Linked DNA regions of Capsicum annuum: region 2 is linked to region 1. The links are chromatin contacts, called in public Hi-C maps. All regions are on one chromosome and are shown on one strand. Each heading gives the region's core, a stretch centred on a gene start, on an enhancer-like site or on the middle of the called end of the contact. The rest is flanking DNA. Distances are from core to core; before and after follow the strand shown. Region 1 holds the start of LOC107863421 (protein LPA2). Region 2 holds the start of LOC107863414 (UDP-glucuronate 4-epimerase 2).

The links. Hi-C and Micro-C count contacts between places; a contact is called where the count stands out from the background.
Region 2: a Hi-C map of leaf shows a contact between it and region 1, with 2.7 times the contacts expected there. The contact joins the promoter of LOC107863414 here to the promoter of LOC107863421 in region 1. A contact is called at or near these places in 4 of 5 Hi-C or Micro-C datasets (bud, leaf and placenta).

Annotation. Positions count from the first base shown.
Region 1 is chr3:197,404,037-197,408,583 of UCD10Xv1.1, reverse strand. It overlaps LOC107863421 (protein LPA2), which reads right to left and starts at 3,065. Exons shown (of 2, transcript XM_016709330.2): 1 at 2,502-3,065. The coding sequence starts at 2,931.
Region 2 is chr3:197,864,776-197,868,991 of UCD10Xv1.1, reverse strand. LOC107863414 (UDP-glucuronate 4-epimerase 2) reads right to left here and starts at 1,701. Exons shown (of 1, transcript XM_016709317.2): 1 at 1-1,701. The coding sequence starts at 1,201.

The sequences.
Region 1 (4,547 bases), core at 1,816-4,315:
GTTTCAAAATTTTCTGCCTTACTAGGAATTTTGATCTTCCGCAAGTATTAGAGTTTCGCTTTAATAATATTTTCCTATGCAAAAAAAAAAAAAAAAAAAAAAAAAAAAAGAAAGTTCTAATAGCTTCTTCAAAATGTGTGCAGCTCTCGGAGCAACTTGAGGAATGGTGACTGAATACCACTTTGTTGACTGGCACCCTTTCTGGTCGAGAACTGGAGAGAGAGTAGCCAATGAGCAGACCATCATAACCATAGAAACTTCCAAATGGAGATTTTCATTTTTGAAACTTGAATGAGCCTAGCACTAGTTCAGCACTGATCTACATATGTTTTAATGTAAATTCCAAAATTAAAATCTTTGAAACTTTCAATACAAGTGAAAGTGGTAAACTATATGGTAATATAGTGAGCTCCACTTCATTTATGAGGAAACTGCCAAATCCTGGATAGGTCACCAAGGAGATCTTGTGCATATTTACTCTCTTTGTACTTTAGGAATTATCCTTAACTTTATCAGAGGCAAATGAGGCAATTCATGTGTCCATTTGTGAACTAGGAGATTTACTCAAAAGGTATGGAACATGGTCAGAACTGTTAAAATTGGCTCTGAGGTGAATTAAGAATTCCTTACAGTCCGTGTGTGCCTCTTCAACCCCCCCAACCACCACCACACTCACACAACAATAGTCCATCGCCCAATGTCTAACACTTACTAGACACACAAGACCGTGAACTCTGGCTCAACGAAAAATGTCAATATTTTTGTCAAACTATTTTTTCAATTGATGTAGATTAACAAATATAAACAGCATCTAGTATTCTTTATTTTTTCCATTGTATTCTTTCAGATTTTTCTAAAGTTCTTCAAAATTAGTATGTGATGCTTTTTTTCCTCTACGTATTTGTAATTCTAAAATTATTGGTGGTAGTTTGGTGCATGGTGATGGTGCTGATGTTGGAAGGTGGAGTTGGTGGAGGGAGAAGAAGAAGGTTAAAAAAAATTACCAAAGAAAAAAAGCTTACCAGTGGTAGTTAAAGGTGGTGGAACGTGGACTTGGTGGAGGAAGAAAAAGGGAAGAAGAAGAAGAAGTAGAAGAAGGTAAAAAAAATTGAAAAATCATAAAACAGAGCTTCTCACGCGCCTAAGTTTCGTGCAACACACACAATGTGCTATGTCAGCAAAAGGTGGCAAAATGAGACACTTGGACACTTGTTTAGGTGCTTAAAATGAATAATGGTTGGTTGAGGTGCCAAAATGAAAGTTCGTGCCAAGTTTAGGGGGTTGGCAATGTGTTTGGCCTATTTTTTACAGCACTTTTTTAATGCTATTTCAATAATAAGCTCAGCATCTTTGAAAAAACAATGTGACAGAGTTATCCTTTGTATTACTTACAATTAATAACTATATCTAGTTTTCATTTTCTATTGAGAAAGGTGATGTAGTTGTTACCATCATTATTTTTTTTCTCAACTCAAGTGTGCTTTCATATCTGACTGATGCACTTAGTTAAGGCACAGCCATGTCATATAAGTCATAGGCATATCACTATTTTTCATAGATGTAATGCACATTACTGATTTCAAAAGATCACCCTGGGAGTAAGAGATCATGACTTAGAAACATCATTAAACACAGGAAATGTTCGTTCGTGATATATCCCAAGAATAATTAGGAAACATCATGTAAAGTATATTAGCTTATTGCTACCCAATGACATAATTTGAGTATGCAGTGGGGTGATGTAAAAAAAATCATACTAGTGAATTAAAACAGGTAATAGAGTGACACACTAAGATTTTGAACATGTGATCTAAAGCAACTTTTGAACTCCTTTGCCACTACAATAGAATCTTCTCTTATGTTAAGGGGATTCAACAGTTCATATATAACAAAAAGAGTTTGTTTTTGACTGATTTGCACAGTAAAATTTCTGAATTTCCGATGAAGGGAATTGAATTGAACTCTTCCCCTCTATTTAGCTGCGCTCTTACTTATAAATGGGAAGAGGCAACCAAGAACAAATAGAGACTAGACACATATACAAGTAACCTGTGCATCTAAAACAAGTACTAGAGTGTCACACCTAGGATTTGAACATGTGATCTAAGCAACTTTTGAACCCCTTTACCACAACACTAGTCTCTTATGACAAGGGGATTAACCAAAACAGTTTGCTTTGCCCTATTTGCACAGTACAATTTCTGAATTTCCTGATGAAGGGAATTTAATTGAGAACCTGGGCCTAACTCAGCCAGGAAAGATAGCTCACGAGGAAGGATTGCGCAAGTACATATAAGCAAACCACTGGTCCATCCCCACCCCCCACCCCCCAAACCAATGTGGGAAATCTAACCAACTCTAACAATAACCAAGAACCTAAAAGTTAATCAGATAATCACTCACTTATCAAAAGAAAAGAAGCTACTCTTTATATTTACTAAGCGTGAAGAAAAAAGGAGCGAAATTAGAAAATGCAATTAAAGGGTGGGCAATGATTTTACCAGAGGCAGCAAGGAGAATACCCTCTACAAGGATAATTCCGCCAAGTCCTAACCAAGCAAGAAGAAAAGCACTCTCATTTTTCTGAAATTCCTTCGATTCCACCGCTGGTTGGGTAGCAAAACTGGGCTTCTGAATGGGTTCTCGTCGAATAATTGTGTCCCTCTCTCTTTTCCCCTTTTGTTGTTTCTTCTTCGATGTCGAAACAGATGAGCCAAAACCTAAGGAACTCGAGCTGGAGCTGGTGGCCTTCTTGGTCACCGTAGATGATGATGATGATGATGGGGTGTCCTCTCTAGATTTACTATCATCAGAAGAAGAAGTGTCCTGGAATTTGATGGACAAATTTCTGAGGGGATGCGGGTAGGTGTGGGAGTACTGGAGAAGAAGATGAGGTCCCTTGGTATGTGGTGAGTTCAATAGTAGCGCCATTTTCAGTTTTGTTTGTTCAACTCCCTCTTTTTCTTTTCTTTTTTCCTTCTTTAATTATCACCCCCAAATCAATTGGCTTTTGGATGGGATCAAGTAGAATACAACCGTACAACATTAGAAGGACGAAAATATTTTCTTCGGAAAATAAAGTGAGTTTCTCATTTGTTTTTTTAATTGAAAAATATTTTCTTTGATACTGGATTATGGTAGGTGTGCATTGGTCGGTTTAGTTCGATTTTATGTATTATTGGTTCAGTTTATCAATTTTTGTTTTTTAAATATACAAAATCAATAAGATATTCTTATCGGTTTTCGATTTTTGGTGTTTAACGGTTCGATTTTCGGTTTAACCGATAAGAAAATATTCATAAAATAAAAATAGTAACAACCAAAAAAAAAAAAACTTAGTTGCTGCCAAAATTATAAGCAATGCGTTTTAGTTTATAAGAATCTTCAAATTTGAACTGAATGTTAGTTTGGAAAAAAACTGAATCCTAATTATTGAAAGCAACTAAATCCTTCAAGCTTTCCAATACGACAACACCCAAGCTTTGTATTATGTCTTTGTTGTACTGAATAGGTTAATACTTTATAAATCTGAATAAGTAGTGTGTGTGTATATATATATATATATATATATATATATATATATATATATATATATATATATATATATATATATATTATTAATATAAATATTTATATATATAACACAAATAGAAGTAAAACAATAATTTAGTGTATCCTTAAACCGATAATCCAACAAGTTAAAATCAAAATCGAACCGCTTACCCAATAAAATTTTTTATAAACCAATAAAAAATCGTTAACCCAATAACATTTTTATCGGTTTGGTTTATTGGTTGGTTCGGTTCTTGCACACTCTAAATTAAGGAATTAGTGCACCCTTCAAAACAACATAGCAACATTCTTTTGAAAATTTAAAAAAAAATCTATTTGAGGAGAGATGAGAGATATTTTGTTCCACTACAGAAAATTATTTGATTCTTGTCTTTCAAAAAAGTTTTATGACATACCCAAATAATCATTTATAGGATTTAATGATTCCTAACAACGAATTCATCTCTTTCAGAGTGATAATAAGTGAATATTTTACTTACTTTTTAGTGTTTGATAAGTAAATTACATTGTCTTAAAAATAAGCAAAATAGCTTGATGGATTCTTGTACTTGGTCTAATTTGTAAAGTGGATACTCTTACTTATACATTTGTCATCTGAACCACGCAATTCAATATTTTAAACTCTTATTTGCTCATGTGGCATTAATTTGATGATTTGGCAAAATGGGTGTAAAACACGCGCATTTTAGCGTGTGAAGCCAATTTTTTACCTCTAATTTTTTTAAAATAACTGTAATTTTTTAAAAAAGAAATAAAAAAGGACCCTTCTTCTTCATCCCCCACCTCCCGCACCAGTCTCATTCCCCATTCCTCTATTTTTTACTTCTTCTCCATCAAATAAACTGCTACACATACATACACGAAAAACAGGGGAGGGGAGCAAATACTCCATAGACGAAAAAAGGGATTTAGAGGAGGAAAATAGTAGGCAAAAATTAGGAGAAAGATAGAGAAAAATCAAATAGATCGAGAGA
Region 2 (4,216 bases), core at 452-2,951, 460 kb before region 1:
AGTAATCAAGATACCAATTAACGAATTTCTGTAGTCCCATCTGCAAATCTGTAGTTGGTTTATATCCAAATTCCTTTTGCGCATAACTGATATTAGCATGAGTAAACATCACATCCCCATTTCTTGGCAATGGCAAGACATTTCTTTTAGCCTTTACCTCGAGCAATTTCTCTAATATGCTAACTAACTTGGTAACCGGAACTGGTGAAGTATTCCCCAAATTAAACACTCTTAATTGCGCATCTTTCTTCTTCTTTCCACCACTTCCTGTGCTCTTCTCTGCTGTATCCAATGCCCCTAAACACCCTTTCACTATATCATCAATGTAGGTAAAATCCCTTGCTACACTTTTGTTATTTGAACCTTGAAAAACCGAAATCGCCTTTCTTTTTAGTATGTCCTTTGTGAAGAAGAAATACGCCATATCTGGCCGTCCCCACGGTCCATAAACAGTGAAGAATCTCAACCCTGTAATCGAAAGACCATAGATATGATTGTACGTATGTGCAATCTCTTCACCAGCCTTCTTTGTGGCGGCGTATAGACTCGCTGGTTGATCCGTTCGATCTTTTTCTGAGAAGGGTACTTTGGTATTCAGCCCATAAACAGAGCTGGATGATGCCCAAACAATTGCAGGTTGCGGATTAGCCGATTTGGAGGCCTCGAAAAGGCTAACGAGACCTGCTATATTGCTGTGGATGTAAGAACCAGGATTCTTCATCGCGTAACGAACGCCGGCCTGTGCAGCTAAATGCATTACGTGGGTAAATGCAACAATGTCGAAAAGCTTTTTAAGCAGTTTATTCTCATTGATATCTCCTTCAATGACGAAAACCCCTTTCTCTTCCAACAGTTTCTGACGGGCTCTTTTCAACGACGGGTCGTAATAGCTGTTGAAATTGTCGAGTCCAACGACGCCATCACCACGGCGTTTGAGGGCGGCGGAGACATGGGACCCAACGAAACCGGCGGCGCCGGTAACAAGTACGGAGAAATGACCGGAACGTGAACGGGCAGAAAGTTTTACCCGCTTTTCCCATTGTGGGTTCCCATCCCATTTCACTTTGGGATAAACGGTTTGAGAACCAGACGGAGGATGAGAGTGGAAACACATGAAAAGAAGGGTACCTGCAAAAAGGGTGGTCCAAAAGACAAGCTTCGTTATTGAATATGTCCATCTCCGGTGCTTGTCCATGTTCATTTTTTTTTTTCCGCTCTCTCACACAATTGATGGCTAAATTGGCAGTACGAATATACAATCTACAACAACAAGAAATGCTTCATTCTCCGAGAACATGGAGAAAAATCTTGACAACATAAAATGGGGGCTGAAATTTGAAATTCAAAAGTGAATGGTAGGAACTATAATATGGGAAAGGATAATATAGGTATTTCTTGAAAAGCGGGTGAGGAATATTATTAACAGAAAGAGAGAAAGAGAAGGGGGAGGAATAGAGGAATATCGTGTGCAAATGAGTCAAAAGAAGAAGAGTGGGGGTTTGTTTCTGTACATGTGGAAAAGAGAGAAGAATATGAGAGAGAGGGGGAGAAAACAACCGTTAAGAGGGGGAAAAGAGGTTAGGATGAAACTTGCAAGTCTGAGACCGTACGTACATCATCGTCACGGAGATAAATTAAATATCTTTTCTCACCAAATTGACCGTAAGGGTGTAGTCTTGTCCCTTTTCTCATTTCCATCACTAATAATTCCTCCTCCTGTCTTATTAATCTGGTTTGGTAGGTGGAATAAGATCAAATATTTCTGAACTAAATTTTGGATAAGTTTATTTTGTCAATTAAATAATGTATACATTTAATCTTAATTTAATCATAAGAATATGAAATTATTTCATTTCAATCTTTCAACTAAGATAAATTAGTTCACAAATTATAATTTTGGAATTACAATTTCAGGATAATTTAATCCTTGTTAGTTATTTGAGAGTTCTGAATTTAAATGCCGTAGAAAAAATTTAAGTAGATCAAAATAAAATCTACAAAAAATACATTTAATTTAATAGATAATTATAGGAATTGGATGCTCGACTATTTTATTTGCAAGAAAATTGGCTCAGCTTTATCAAAATTACTCAAACAACAATAAGAAGGATATATCTATCTTCTGTTAAAAGTGTGAGAGAAGATTCTCTCTCAATGCCCCAATCGACGAAAGTACCGCCGACCCAGCTACTAGTACCGCCAGAACCACAAGACATGGTGCCAATTGAACAACACCAAACAAATGCTGTAACCTCCTCAATTCAGTGCGACAGTTTCAAAGACAAGTTGCTAAACAAAACTTGCTCCATCAATAAGAATTATGATTACAAGATGGGAAAGCGCCCAATCGGAGCAAATAAAGATAACGACATAATCGATCTATCAGAGGAAGACAAAGCTTGAATCTACCGACCATGGCAATTCTTAGTAATTGTTAAGCTATTCAATAAAAAACTAGCACATAATTATTTAAAAACCAATTTACAAGACACATGGAAGCCAACAGAACCCCTTATCCTCATTGATTTGGGAAATGACTTTTATACAGTCAAATTTACTAGGTCGGAGAATATGCTGAAAGCCCTCCATGGCGATCCCTGGTTTGTAACTGACCACTTCCTGTCAGTTAGGCAATGGGAGCCAAATTTTGCACCTCACGAAGCAACATAAACTCACACAGCAATATGGCTCAAACTACCGCAACTACCGACTGAATTCTACGACCAGACAATCTTGGAACGGATAGGGTCGAAACTGAGAGCTCTGCTGAAAATCGATACATGCACATCCTCCACTCTATGAGGAAGGTATGCACGCATATGCATCCATGTTCTACTGGATGTTTCTCTAAAAACCCAGGTGACCATTGACAGTCACCAACAACGAGTTTTTTATGAAGGAGAAAGAATTCTCTGCACTAGATGTGGTAGACTCGGCCATAATGCCACAAACTGTATCCATGGCAGGCCTATAATCACCATGGAAGCTGGACCATCTAAACCCACTCCCACTCAAAATTTCTCTGAGGAAAATGACGCAGATTATCTCCTTCTAAAAAAGAAGATCCCCACCAAAACACATATCACCAAGCCATGGACGCAAAATAACACAGCAGGACAATCAGCCCAGGTAAAAATGGACATGGCCAGCCCAGGTACGCCCACTGCTACTCAACTGCTTAGCAACTCCAAAATCAACATAGTTACCCCATAAGATACCAAAAAAATAATAATACGAATAATAAAAGTAGAGGGAAGAAAAGAAATAAATCGAATGTCAGTCCCACGGGCCACCTTATCAATAAAAATACTGCCAATGGCAGTAAATACCATAAACGTGGCACCTTGGAACCCACCAACCACAGCCCCCTAATTAAATCCGCTGACCCTCCCTCATTTAATTTGGGCAGCTTTCCAGGTCCTACTCTCCATTTTAACCAACAATGCTTCAATGGAGGCCTCTGTCTCTGCAACTTCTGAGGAGTTAATCAAAGTCGGTATTAGGGCTAATGATCACCCTAAGACGGTTGACATGACCGAAGTAGTTATGTCAATTAACTCCCCTAATAACCCCCTTAAGCTTTAATCAAAACAACAACCCCTTACCAAAATTAGTAGACACGCCTAAGGAATCTCAAACCATCAATGGCAGAACCATCATCCTCAACCACTTCACCTCTCAAAGAGCCACTAATCTTTGTCTCAGCCCCTCATCCTCCCACCAGACTTCCAATATCATGGGCGAAACTAGTACTAATGGGAAAGTCCATATCCCACTGCGTCATAGTGGGGGACCAACAAATATACTTGTGATCGAGGACACAGCGTGGATAGACTAAATCATCAAGGAAGTGATAGAAAAGATAACCGAGGGGTTGGGGCATCAGCTCTGGGCCCAAACCTGGATGCAAGCTCAAATGATAAGGACCCTGAACATCATGAACTACCACGAGTTCAACTCCTTTGTGAGCCACAGGTTCAAAAGTCTGCCTTGTTACCCCAATAACCCTACCTCTCGGAGTTAGAGACACTAAACTTCGTGCCATAGATCCCTCCGAATCCTCCATCCCAAGCTTCTCTGACTCCCCCCATGAACCATTAAGAGTCAGTAAGGGAAGACGTCCTAAAAAAATAAAACCATCTATCTTAGAGGAGCTTCAATAAGCAAATACAGAGATGGAAAAATTCCTGGCAACCTTTACGAAAGCCAATGTAGA